Linked DNA regions of Sus scrofa: region 1 is linked to region 2. Evidence: chromatin contacts called from public HiChIP or PLAC-seq data. All regions are on one chromosome and are shown on one strand. Each heading gives the region's core, a stretch centred on a gene start, on an enhancer-like site or on the middle of the called end of the contact. The rest is flanking DNA. Distances are from core to core; before and after follow the strand shown.

Region 1 (5,024 bases), core at 399-2,898, 73 kb before region 2:
ATGGATGCTAACAAAGAATGAGAACCCTTGGAGTTCCCATCGTGGCTCAGTGGTTAACGAATCCCACTAGGAACCATGAGGTTGAGGGTTTGATCCCTGGCCTCACTCAGTGGGTTAAGGATCCGGTGTTGCTCTGAGCTGTGGTGGAGGTCGCAGACATGGTTCGGATCCAGTGTTGCTGTGGCTCTGGCATAGGCCAGCAGCTACAGCTCTGATTAGACCCCTAGCCTGGGAATCTCCATATACCCTAGAAAAGAGCAAAAAAGAATTACTGAGAACCCATTATGGGCAATAAGGCAGTGCTCTGTGACACAGGAGTCACCAAGATGAATAAAGTAACCATCCTTGAGCTTACAATTTAGTAGAAGCACACAAAACTACAACAAAAGTAGAACCAGGAAAGTGCCAAGAGGTTATGAAGTCTCTGGGAGGGGAAGTCACTTCACCTCTATTTCATGCAACAGATTACTAAAACATTCAGGTAAGGCACACTTATACTACTCTCATTGAGAGAAGCCCTGAGGAGATCAATGGGTCCTACAAAGGGTTATTATCTGCTTATCCACACCTTAGCTAAGCCAGGCCTACCTGGAGATTGTTCCAGGAGTTACACTAGGTTAACATATATAAGAAATGGTTATGATATACAGAGAGGGTGGAAACTGGAGGCAGGGAACTGATGTTAAGTCTGTGGCAAGAAACTAAGCAAAACCCAGACCAAGGTTGTGGCTGAGGATCTTCAGATTTTGAAGTTTCCTCCTTTCCATCACCCATCTCCATTGTGTTCTAGCTCTCCTGCTAGGTCTACTCTAGGGAGAGGACTTCTCTCCAAAAGCATGCCACAGTGTAGCAATAAACACTCCGAACGCGAACCCAGTGCTTCAGCCCTGATAAGGTCTAGACACCAAGCATCTAGCCCCAGCCTGCCCTTTACTCTGTGTGACCTCGGAATAGTCCACTAGTCAGCCAAGGGCTTAGTTCCTCCCTTACCTTACCTATAAATTCTGGGATTATGAGACTGCGATTGAATTTGATGACCAATCCAGCCAACACACGGAAGCACTGGATAAACAATCCGTTGAATAAACAGCGAGGTCAGCCACAGGGTACTAAGCGGTAGGGGCAATCAGGTCCCCCATTTTACAGACGGGGAAACTGAGTCACAGAACACCCTGCCCCAAGGTCACTCCAGCTAAGTCACTCTTACGGGCCTGGCCGAAAGCTCTGGTTTTCAGATCCAGTCCCCAGGCCCTTTCGCGGAGCTGAGCAGAGTGGCGCGAAGGTCCTTGCCCTAGAGGGGGAAGGACTGTGTGCTCGTGCTGCCAAATGTTGCAAGAAGGGCGAAAAAGGCCTTACCTCCCCAGATCGAGTGCCGCCACCGACGCTTCCCTCTCAGAGCCTCGATCCGCTTCTCTGTCAAGACTCTTCAGAAGACCCCTGCACTTCTGACGGCTCGACGTGTACAAGACCTCCACTTAAGTGCCGATTCCCGCCCTTATCCCGCCCCTACCCCGCCTCTTGTCTCGCCGGCCAATTGCCGCACGGGATTTCGGAGCGTCCGCGGATCAAGCCGCCTCTGAGTGAGCGAGAAGCTTTACGTCACGCGGCGTGCCTCCCACGCCTGGTCCCCTCCTTTGCCTTTGCTCCACCTCCTCAATAACCTAATCTTGCTGGCAAGAGTAACCGAGAGTTCGTCCTGCCGGAAAGCAGCACGCCCCTGCGGCAATTTACGACGTCGGCGGTGAAAGGCCCTGGAAATTCGCCGACCTCCTCCCTACAGCGGGGCGAAAGCCAGCGAGATGTTCGGTGCGAGCGACGAAGACGACACCGACTTCCTCTCGCCTAGCGGCGGGTGAGTGACAAAAGCGTGGGACAGAGGGCGTGGCTGAGAGAGCCTGGCGCACGGTTGGAGGGGTCTCTCTCTTATCAGATCTCTTCCCAACTTCCGGGTCCAGACGCTTGCCGCATTTCGGTGCTCCACAGGTCTCAGTCCCGACGGAGCGCGAAACTGCTGAGTCTGTCCACCGGGATTCTGGACCTGGCATCTCCCTGAAGGCGACCGTCGGGTTCGCTTTTTCCTTTCGGGGTCACAGTTTCTCCCGTGAAGTGGGGGTGATTGTTAATGAAAATACCCGTCTCAGAGTTTTTATGCCTCACCTGAGGCCGATATGAGACTTTTTTTCCGTAGATAAGGCGGTGGCACTTCAAAATTGGAGCTGGCGGGTCAGCTTCAGCATTCTTCAAGACCTAGCTTGGATGTCAGCTTTTTGTTGCTTTCCCTTCCCCACGGTCCCACGTGTGTCTGCCTTCATCTTTGCACACCGAACCGACTAGAGTATGAGCCCTGATAGGACAAGGCCTGCTCACGTTGTCCATCTCTGTCCAGTGCTCAGCACAGCCCCTTTCACAGGGGGTGCTTATTGAGTGTATAAGAGGTGTGAAATTGCATTCTAAACCTTAAAACCAATGTAATAAACTGCAATTGCTGTTCTCTGTCCCCAGCCATTATATATACCAGGCTGGGGTACAGGTCTTCAAGTGGCAGGACTTTGTCTCTTCCAGTAATTACTTAAGCATTTTCTCCTTTCTTTCATGTCAGTAGACAGCTTGACTACTTTCAGACTTGTGAGCTGTCAAGTTCTGATCCTTGCAGAGCCTGTCTTTGAATATATCTAGCCAATTTAAGAAGGTATTGGAGAGTGATGAATGCACCAGTATATACTTCTTGTTCTACTAAACGCTTAGGGGTTAGGTTACAAGATGATTAAGCTGCTCTGCCTGCTCTCAGCTTCCTTCTGGTCCTGGGGGTATGTTCAATATATGGTTGGGAGTTCCCATTGTGGCTCAGCAGTAAGGAACCCGACTAGCATCCATGAGAACCCGGGTTCCATCTCTTTCCCGCTCAGTGGGTTAAGGATCTGGCATTGCTGTGAGCTGTGGATGTGGCTCAGGTCCCAGGTTGCTGTGACTGGTGTAGGCCGGCAGTTGCAGCTTCAACTGACCCCTAGCCTGGGAACTTCCATATGCTGCAGGGTGTGGGAAAAAGACAAAAAAAAAAAAAAAAAAAAAAAAAAAGATTAATCATGAAATGATTAATGGTCTCTTTTGGTCTTAATAAGGATATTTAGACTTATACTATGACCCCTCTACATTAGCCATCCTAAGTCCTCTTTTCATTCTCACCTTCCCGTTCCACCCCTACCCTCACTTAGGGTAGCCTACAGCCACTACAGTTCCATTTTGAGTTCTTTCAGTTGCTTGTTTATTTTGGAGTTAAGCAATGCTTTGGTTCCTTTTTTTCCCTACTCCACCCAAAAACATTGACTAAAATTGCCATGTAGTCCAGCCATTTGCTGTTGACTGTGTAGTCAGCCTTTGGAATTAGTGCTTTTTCATCCAAACCTGTCTTGTAAATGGCCTGCCTTTTGAATATTTACAAGATGCACTTTCAATGCATTCTCCACTAGGTGCAAGCATTTGAGGGCAGTCTGTAAATGAATGTTAGATCTCCCATCTTGCATGCAACAAGCAGTACATTGCTGACTGAAAATTCCTGCCTAGATAATGACAATCATGTGCTCTTCTCCAGCTTCCCGGCCTGAGATAAGTTCTTGGTGGCTCAGCTATGCTGCTTTCCTGTGCAGGCTGCTCAAGGAGCTAAGACACTAGTTCTAGGCATAAGTCTGTGCCTCTAAACACAGACAACAGCTACTTGAATGATAAAAGGCTTAGTAAACAAAGTTATTAAGGTAACTTATTTTTGATCCCAGTAATAACCAGAAAAACCAAATCAGGTTTGAGAATGCAGAAAGTTTCACCAACATTCGCTGATTCAGCTTTTCCTGCTTTTTTCACTAAGGAAGTAGAACATATGACAGTGAGCACTGCCGTTGCTTCTCAGTTCCTCTTGTACAACTCTAATGGACTGTAAATATTCTTGATTATTAATTTTTTTAAGTATCTTGACCAAAATATATGGCCTACTTGATTCCACTTAAGATAGTCAAGCCTAATAGAAGTGGGCGTATTAGTGCCTAGAATGACTGTATAGATGATTGATAATCTGTATTCCAAGTTTCTAGGCCTCTTAGAGTCCATAATTAAACTGTAAATAAAGAGTAGTCAGCAGATTCAGGAGGCTTGCTGTTTTTTTTGTTTTTTTTTTTTTAATTTTCCCACTGTGCAGCATGCTGTGTTTTTTTATTGTTTTTTGTCTTAGCCCTTTCTCTACCATTGAGTCTTTGAAATGAAGAAATGTGTAAGCGCCTATTAAATGTAGGACTTCAGCTAATACAGATCCTACCCCTAAGAAACTTCCAGTTTAGTAGTAGAATAAAATCACAACAGTAGTAATAAACACAAAGCATTTTTAAGGGGCCAGTTATGTGTATACTTGTGTTTTGGATTATATAAAAGATATATGTGGAGATATGATTAACATGGTAATGATAAATTACCCATGTAACTCTAGAAAAAAGAGAAATCTGGAACTGCTCATCAGAAAGCATCTTTATTTATTTTGCCTTTTCTAGAACCGCACCTGAGGCATATGGAGGTTCCAGTCCAATTGGAGCTGTAGCCACCAACCTACACCACAGCCACAGCAATGTGGGATCCGAGCTGCCTCTGCAACCTACAATACAGCTCAAGGCAACGCTGGATCCTTAACCCACTGAGCAAGGCCAGGGATCGAACCCGTGACCTCATGGTCCCTAGTTGGCTTCATTAACCACTGAGCCACAATGGGAACTCAAGAAAGCATTTTTAAGTTCTGTAAAAGGTATGGAAAAGCCTAGATTCTGATGTTGATTCTGCCCCCAGTTAGCAGTGTGATTTTGTGGACAAGTTGCTTCCCATCCTTGGCTCTCCATACCCCAGTCTATTTATTTATTTCCTTGCTTTTTAGGGCTGTACATGAGGCATATGGAGGTTCCCAGGCTAGGGGTCCAATCAGAGCTACAGCTGCCAGGCTACGCCACAGCCACGGCAATGCAGGATCTGAGCTGTGTCTGTGACCTACACCA
Region 2 (5,210 bases), core at 2,479-4,978:
AGTAGCTTCAGCTCTAATTCGACCCCTAGCCTGAGAACCTCCATATGCTGTGGGTGTGGCCCTAAAAAAACCCAAAAATCAGTTCCTTCACAGATGGTAAGTTTCCCTCTAGTCACCAGGTAAGACCTCAGCCAGCAGAAGTGGCTCTGCAAACACTGGCAGTGCTCACCCAGCTAAAGAGATCCTGGCTGAGTTGGGCTTTTGCCTTCAAAGACAATGGCCAAATATTAGAATCCTCAACATCAGAGCTAGAAGTATCCTCAGAAAGTTCCGGCTTTTTGGGGTGGTTGGTTGGTTATTTGTCTTTTTAGGGCTGCACCTGTGGCATATGGAAGTTCTCAGGCTAGGGGTCAATCAGAGCTGCAGCTGCCAGCCTACACCACAGCCACATCAACACCAGATAGAAGCCGCATCTGGGACTTACACTACAGCTTATAGTAACGCCGGGTCCTTAACCCACTGAGCGAGGCCAGGGATCGAACCCACACCCTCGTGGATACTAGTCGGCTTCTTAACCTGCTGAGCCACAATGGGAACTCCAGAACATTTTTTCATTGAGATACAATTGACATATATTGGTTTCGCGTGTACAACATGATTCCATATATTGCAAAGGGGGCATCACAAGAAGTCTAGTTAACAGCCCATCTTGACACAGTTATAGTTTTTCTTTCTTGTGATGAGAACTTTTAAGATCTACTCTCTTAGCAACTTTCAAATATACAATACTGTGTTGTTAACTACAGTCACCACGCTATTCCATTACATCTCCAGGACTTACTTTCTCAGAGACTGTTTAGTCCCTTGGTTTTCAACTTCTTTGCCAGAGAACACCAGCAAATAAAATCTTCCTTGTAACTCCATTGTGTAAAACACAGGGATCTGGGAGTTCCCTTGTGACCTAGCAGGTTAAGGATCCGGCATCGTCATTGCAATGGCCCAGGCCAGGAACTTCCACATGCCGTGGGTACAGGCAAAAAACCCCTCAGGGCTCTGGGTGAAGGGGGGAGAGAGGTCTGAGCTCTGCTAAAATTCCATGTGAAAGGAGTTCCCGTCAAGGCGCAGTGGTTAACGACTAGGAACCATAAGGTTGCGGGGTTCCTATCCCTAGCCATGCTCAGCTCAGTGGGTTAATGATCCAGCGTCGCTGTGAGCTGTGGTGTAGGTCACAGACGCAGCTCGGATCCCGCATTACTGTGGCTCTGGCGTAGGCTGGTGGCTACAGCTCTGATTAGACCCCTAGCCTGGGAACCTCCATATGCCTCAGGTGCGGGCCTAGAAAAGACAAAAAAATAAAATTCCATGTGAAAAACTCCAGTCCCTTTCTAACCCCTTATCATTTGCAGATAGGGAAAAGCAGTCCCAAGAGAAGGGATTTGTCCAAGACCTTATAAGAAGAAAAAGGAAACCTATGCAGTCTATGAAAAATCACAAGGAAGAACTCCAAAATAAAAATAGCTTTTTATCTCCCTAATATGAAAGTGCTACTTGCTCAATGTAAAAAGCTGAAATAGTACCCCAAAAGAGTAAAAATCACCTTGCATCCTACAACCAGAGATAACAGTGCTCAGACTTTTTTTTTTTTTGCCTTTGTTAGGGCCACTCTCACGGCATATGGAGGTTCCCAGGCTAGGGGTTTAATCAGAGCTGTGGCCACCAGCCTACACCAGAGCCACAGCAATGCAGGATCCGAGCCACATCTGCAACCTACACCACAGCTCACAGCAACACCAGAACCTTAACCCACTAAGCAAGGCCAGGGATCGAACCTGCATCCTCATGGATGCTAGTCAGATCCATTAACCTCTGAGCCACGACGGGAACTCCAAGATTTCAAAAAGAATATCTGTTGAGGTGGCAGAATGTTCACAGAAGATTGATATGCAGAAACGAACAGGTACAAATCATCCTGTGAAACTCCATTTATAATAGAATTGTGCTCATTCGATTTCAGAAGGCTGCGGCACCATCTCTGCAGGTGGAATAGCGGGAGGTGTGGTGCCTTTACTTCTTTGAGTTCACTTGATAAAGCAGTTGACATGATTAGAATGTCCCCTGTGGCTAATTAATCAGGAGGTTCCATAAATGTGTTCCTTCTAACATTCTGGGGCCTGGGCCAGCCACCTCAGGGGCCCCAAACCCAGTGGACCTGAACACCCAACAAAGCAGTACAATTTGTTCAATCAACAAACACTGTTGTGCTAGAGGTACAGGTGCTGGAGATAAATGAGATAAGTCCTTGGCCCCCAAGGTGCTAACGTCTGTTAGGGGAGAAGGAAATGAACAGTTATTTCAACAGGGTGTATGTATCCAATAAGACAGATGCACAAGGGAGCCCAGTGGTGGTACTGGGGACAAACACCTCTGGGAGACACCTAACCCCAACTGGGGAGGCAGGTGGCTAGGACATCTGCTGAAGGAGGAGAAGCAGCCAGAGAAAAACGGACAGTCCAGTATTTCCAAGCTGGACGTGTCCACACAGAGCGTCCAGCCCCCTGGGGAGTAAGAAACCTGAGAGGGACAAAGACTCACCTCTCTTGCCTTTTCACAGGAGAAAAAGATTCAAATCAGTACACCCAGACTTGGAGCTTCAGTTTTCAGCTAAAGATCCCGGCAGTCAGATATGCAAGGAGCAGGCCTTGCACCCTGTGTCGCTGCTTAGGATAAATCTGAACCTCCAGCAGCGGAGTTTAATCTGTGCCTCATTCAGGGCCCCACCCAGCTAGGGAGGGGCTGTGGTGAAGAAGAGGGCAATCAAGGGACTTGCTTTCTTCTTTCTCATTTGGGATTGCTTACCCTTTAAGAAAAGCACCCTCATTTATAAGCTAAAGAGCTTAGACGAAGATTAAGGTCCCTGTCAGGCTGTTGGCTCGTTGGGGAACTTTTCATATAAGCTCTTTCCATGCATTTCCCCTTTTAGAGAAACGGCAGGCGGTTGGTGTGGACGTTTGACTAAACGATCTACGTTGGCTTCCTGGTTCTTCAATTTTATGACATTTTTTTATGGGATGAAAAAAATCGCGTATATGACTTTTTTATTCAAAGACCAGAGTTTTGCAAACTGTCATTCCAGCCCAGGCGAACTCTATCAAGAAAACGCTTATCTGAAACACTCTAACCCAAGCGTTGGGAGGATGGAAAGTAGCTGACTCTGGGATTCCCCACCTGCCCCAAAAGAATCAGACCACGAACTTGCCAAGTCCGGGAACCCGCCCGGGAGTATGCGCCCGCCTTGGACACAGGCTGAAATGCTCCGGTGATTCCCTCATCGTGGGAGAATTCCTGGAATCTCCCCCAAGTCACTGCGCCCAGGGCGGGGGACTCCGGGACTTGTCCCCGAGTCCTCACCCACCGCCTCCCCACCCTCAGCCGAGCAAGGACTGCTCGTAGGCTGGACTGACTCCCAGCAGGAGGGACAAATAAGAAACCTCCAAAGTCGGGCCAGCTCTGCCTCCAGCGTCCCCCCCAGCCCTGTTCCCGCAGTTGACAAGGCTGCAACACACCCCCTGACGGCCCTCGGCCAGGGGCGGCGGGCACCTCGAGGTGCCCAGGGGCGGCTGCTCCCAGAACCCCGCCCCGGCGTCCACTCCTCTCGTCAGCGCGGGACTCACCGCCATGGTGAGCGCGCTGGTTCTGCGAGGCACCGGGACAGCGTCCGCTCGCTGGGGTCTCGAGCTCCGAGTCCGGCCCTTCGCCGAGGCGAACACTACCCAAGCCGTGTGGTCACGTGACGGGTCGAGGCGCGCACGGGCTCCTGGGAGTTGTGGTCCTCAGGGTGCGCCCCACTCCCCCCTGCCTCAGGCTCACCCACCACTCGTTGGACCTCCTGCCCGGCCCCAGAGCCCCAGCCGAGTGGGCCGACGGGCCAAAGCCACCAGCGTAGCGGTTTCCCTCCTGCTTTCTATTTGGTCCTTTCCTGTTTTGCACTTGACTTGTCTTAGCAATTATCATAAAAAGATTTATTGCTTGTTGTCGTAAACCGTGCGAAGCCTAACACATGTTGAGCTAAATATTGAAATACCATCCTGCGGACTGGATAGCAACAAATTAGAAGCAAATTACAGAAAGTATGCCCCAAGATTTTAATTGTAGCTCCCCCCCCCCTTTTTTGGTCTTTTCCAATCTAGGTGAAAAGCAATATACAACTGTAATCTTAATTTGTATTCCTTTGATTACTAGGGCTGTAAACTTTTTTATTATTGGTATTTCTATGTTTCTATATTGTCTGTCCATTTTGTCCATCTGGTTTAAGGGGGGTGAACTTAGGAGGGGATTTAAAATATAATTCAGTAATTCTTTGCCAGTCCTTCCATGTGGCAAGAGGCTCCTTAGACAAACCTGAACAGAGTCAGTACTAGTGGACCTAGAATCTGGCGTGTGATCTCAGTTCAAATCCTTAGCCAGCAAGTACTGGCCATGGGACCTCTGGCAAAGGACTTGACATTTCTGAGCCTTGGTTTCCTGGTCAATAAAATGGAAAGAATAATAGACTCTATGTCATAGAGGTATTGTAAGGCTTAATGAAGATTTGTGTGTTAAATTCTCAGCATAGAGCCTGACAGTGGGAGCGTGCTCAAAAAAAAATGGTAGCTCTTGTTATCATAAGCTGCAAATATTTCCATTCTATTGTAACCAAGCAGGACCCTATGGGGCCTTCCCAGGACAGATGCCTCCTCCCATGTCCTCTCCCTGCCTCTTTGTAGAAAAGCTATAGTCTCCCAGGCTTCCCCGGAGTCACAAAACCTGACTGGAGAAATAGTGATTGAAGGGGTGTAAACATGTAGTGATAAAAATAGCTGTTGGGGAGTTCCCTATGTGGGGCAGGGGAAAGAATCCAACTAGGAACCATGAGGTTGCAGTTTTGATCCCTGACCTCCATCAGTGGGTTAAGGATCTGGCGTTGCCATAAGTTGTGGTGTAGGTCACAGACACAGCTGTGGCTGTGGCATAAGCCAGCAGCTGTAGCTCTGATTAGATCCCTAGGCTGGGAACCTCCATGTGCTGCGGGTGCAGCCCTAACAGTAAAAAAAAAAAAAAAAAAAAAAAGCTGTTGGGCCAGGAGAAACTAAGAATTTAAACAGTCAGCCATGTGGCAGTCACAGAATCTTTAGTTCCTCCCTGAAATATGTGGATAACAGTATCTAATCCAAATTTCCCGAATTGTTTTATAGATGCTAAAACTGCACCCAATAAAAGTTAGCTAAGCTCCT

What was found. HiChIP or PLAC-seq counts read pairs in DNA pulled down with a chosen protein or histone mark.
Region 1: a contact with region 2 is called in an H3K27ac HiChIP or PLAC-seq map of alveolar macrophages. The contact joins the promoter of FKBP15 here to the promoter of SLC31A2 in region 2. A contact is called at or near these places in 1 of 5 promoter capture datasets (fetal skeletal muscle), 3 of 47 Hi-C or Micro-C datasets (liver and skeletal muscle) and 2 of 2 datasets of contacts at active chromatin or transcription factors (alveolar macrophages and skeletal muscle).

What each region holds. Positions count from the first base shown.
Region 1 is chr1:253,864,809-253,869,832 of Sscrofa11.1, reverse strand. It overlaps FKBP15 (FK506-binding protein 15), which reads left to right and starts at 1,648. Exons shown (of 30, transcript XM_021067627.1): 1 at 1,648-1,852. The coding sequence starts at 1,800. It overlaps SLC31A1 (high-affinity copper uptake protein), which reads right to left and starts at 1,444. Exons shown (of 5, transcript NM_214100.3): 1 at 1,357-1,444.
Region 2 is chr1:253,793,523-253,798,732 of Sscrofa11.1, reverse strand. SLC31A2 (solute carrier family 31 member 2) reads right to left here and starts at 3,728. Exons shown (of 4, transcript NM_001244427.1): 1 at 3,612-3,728. The coding sequence starts at 3,617.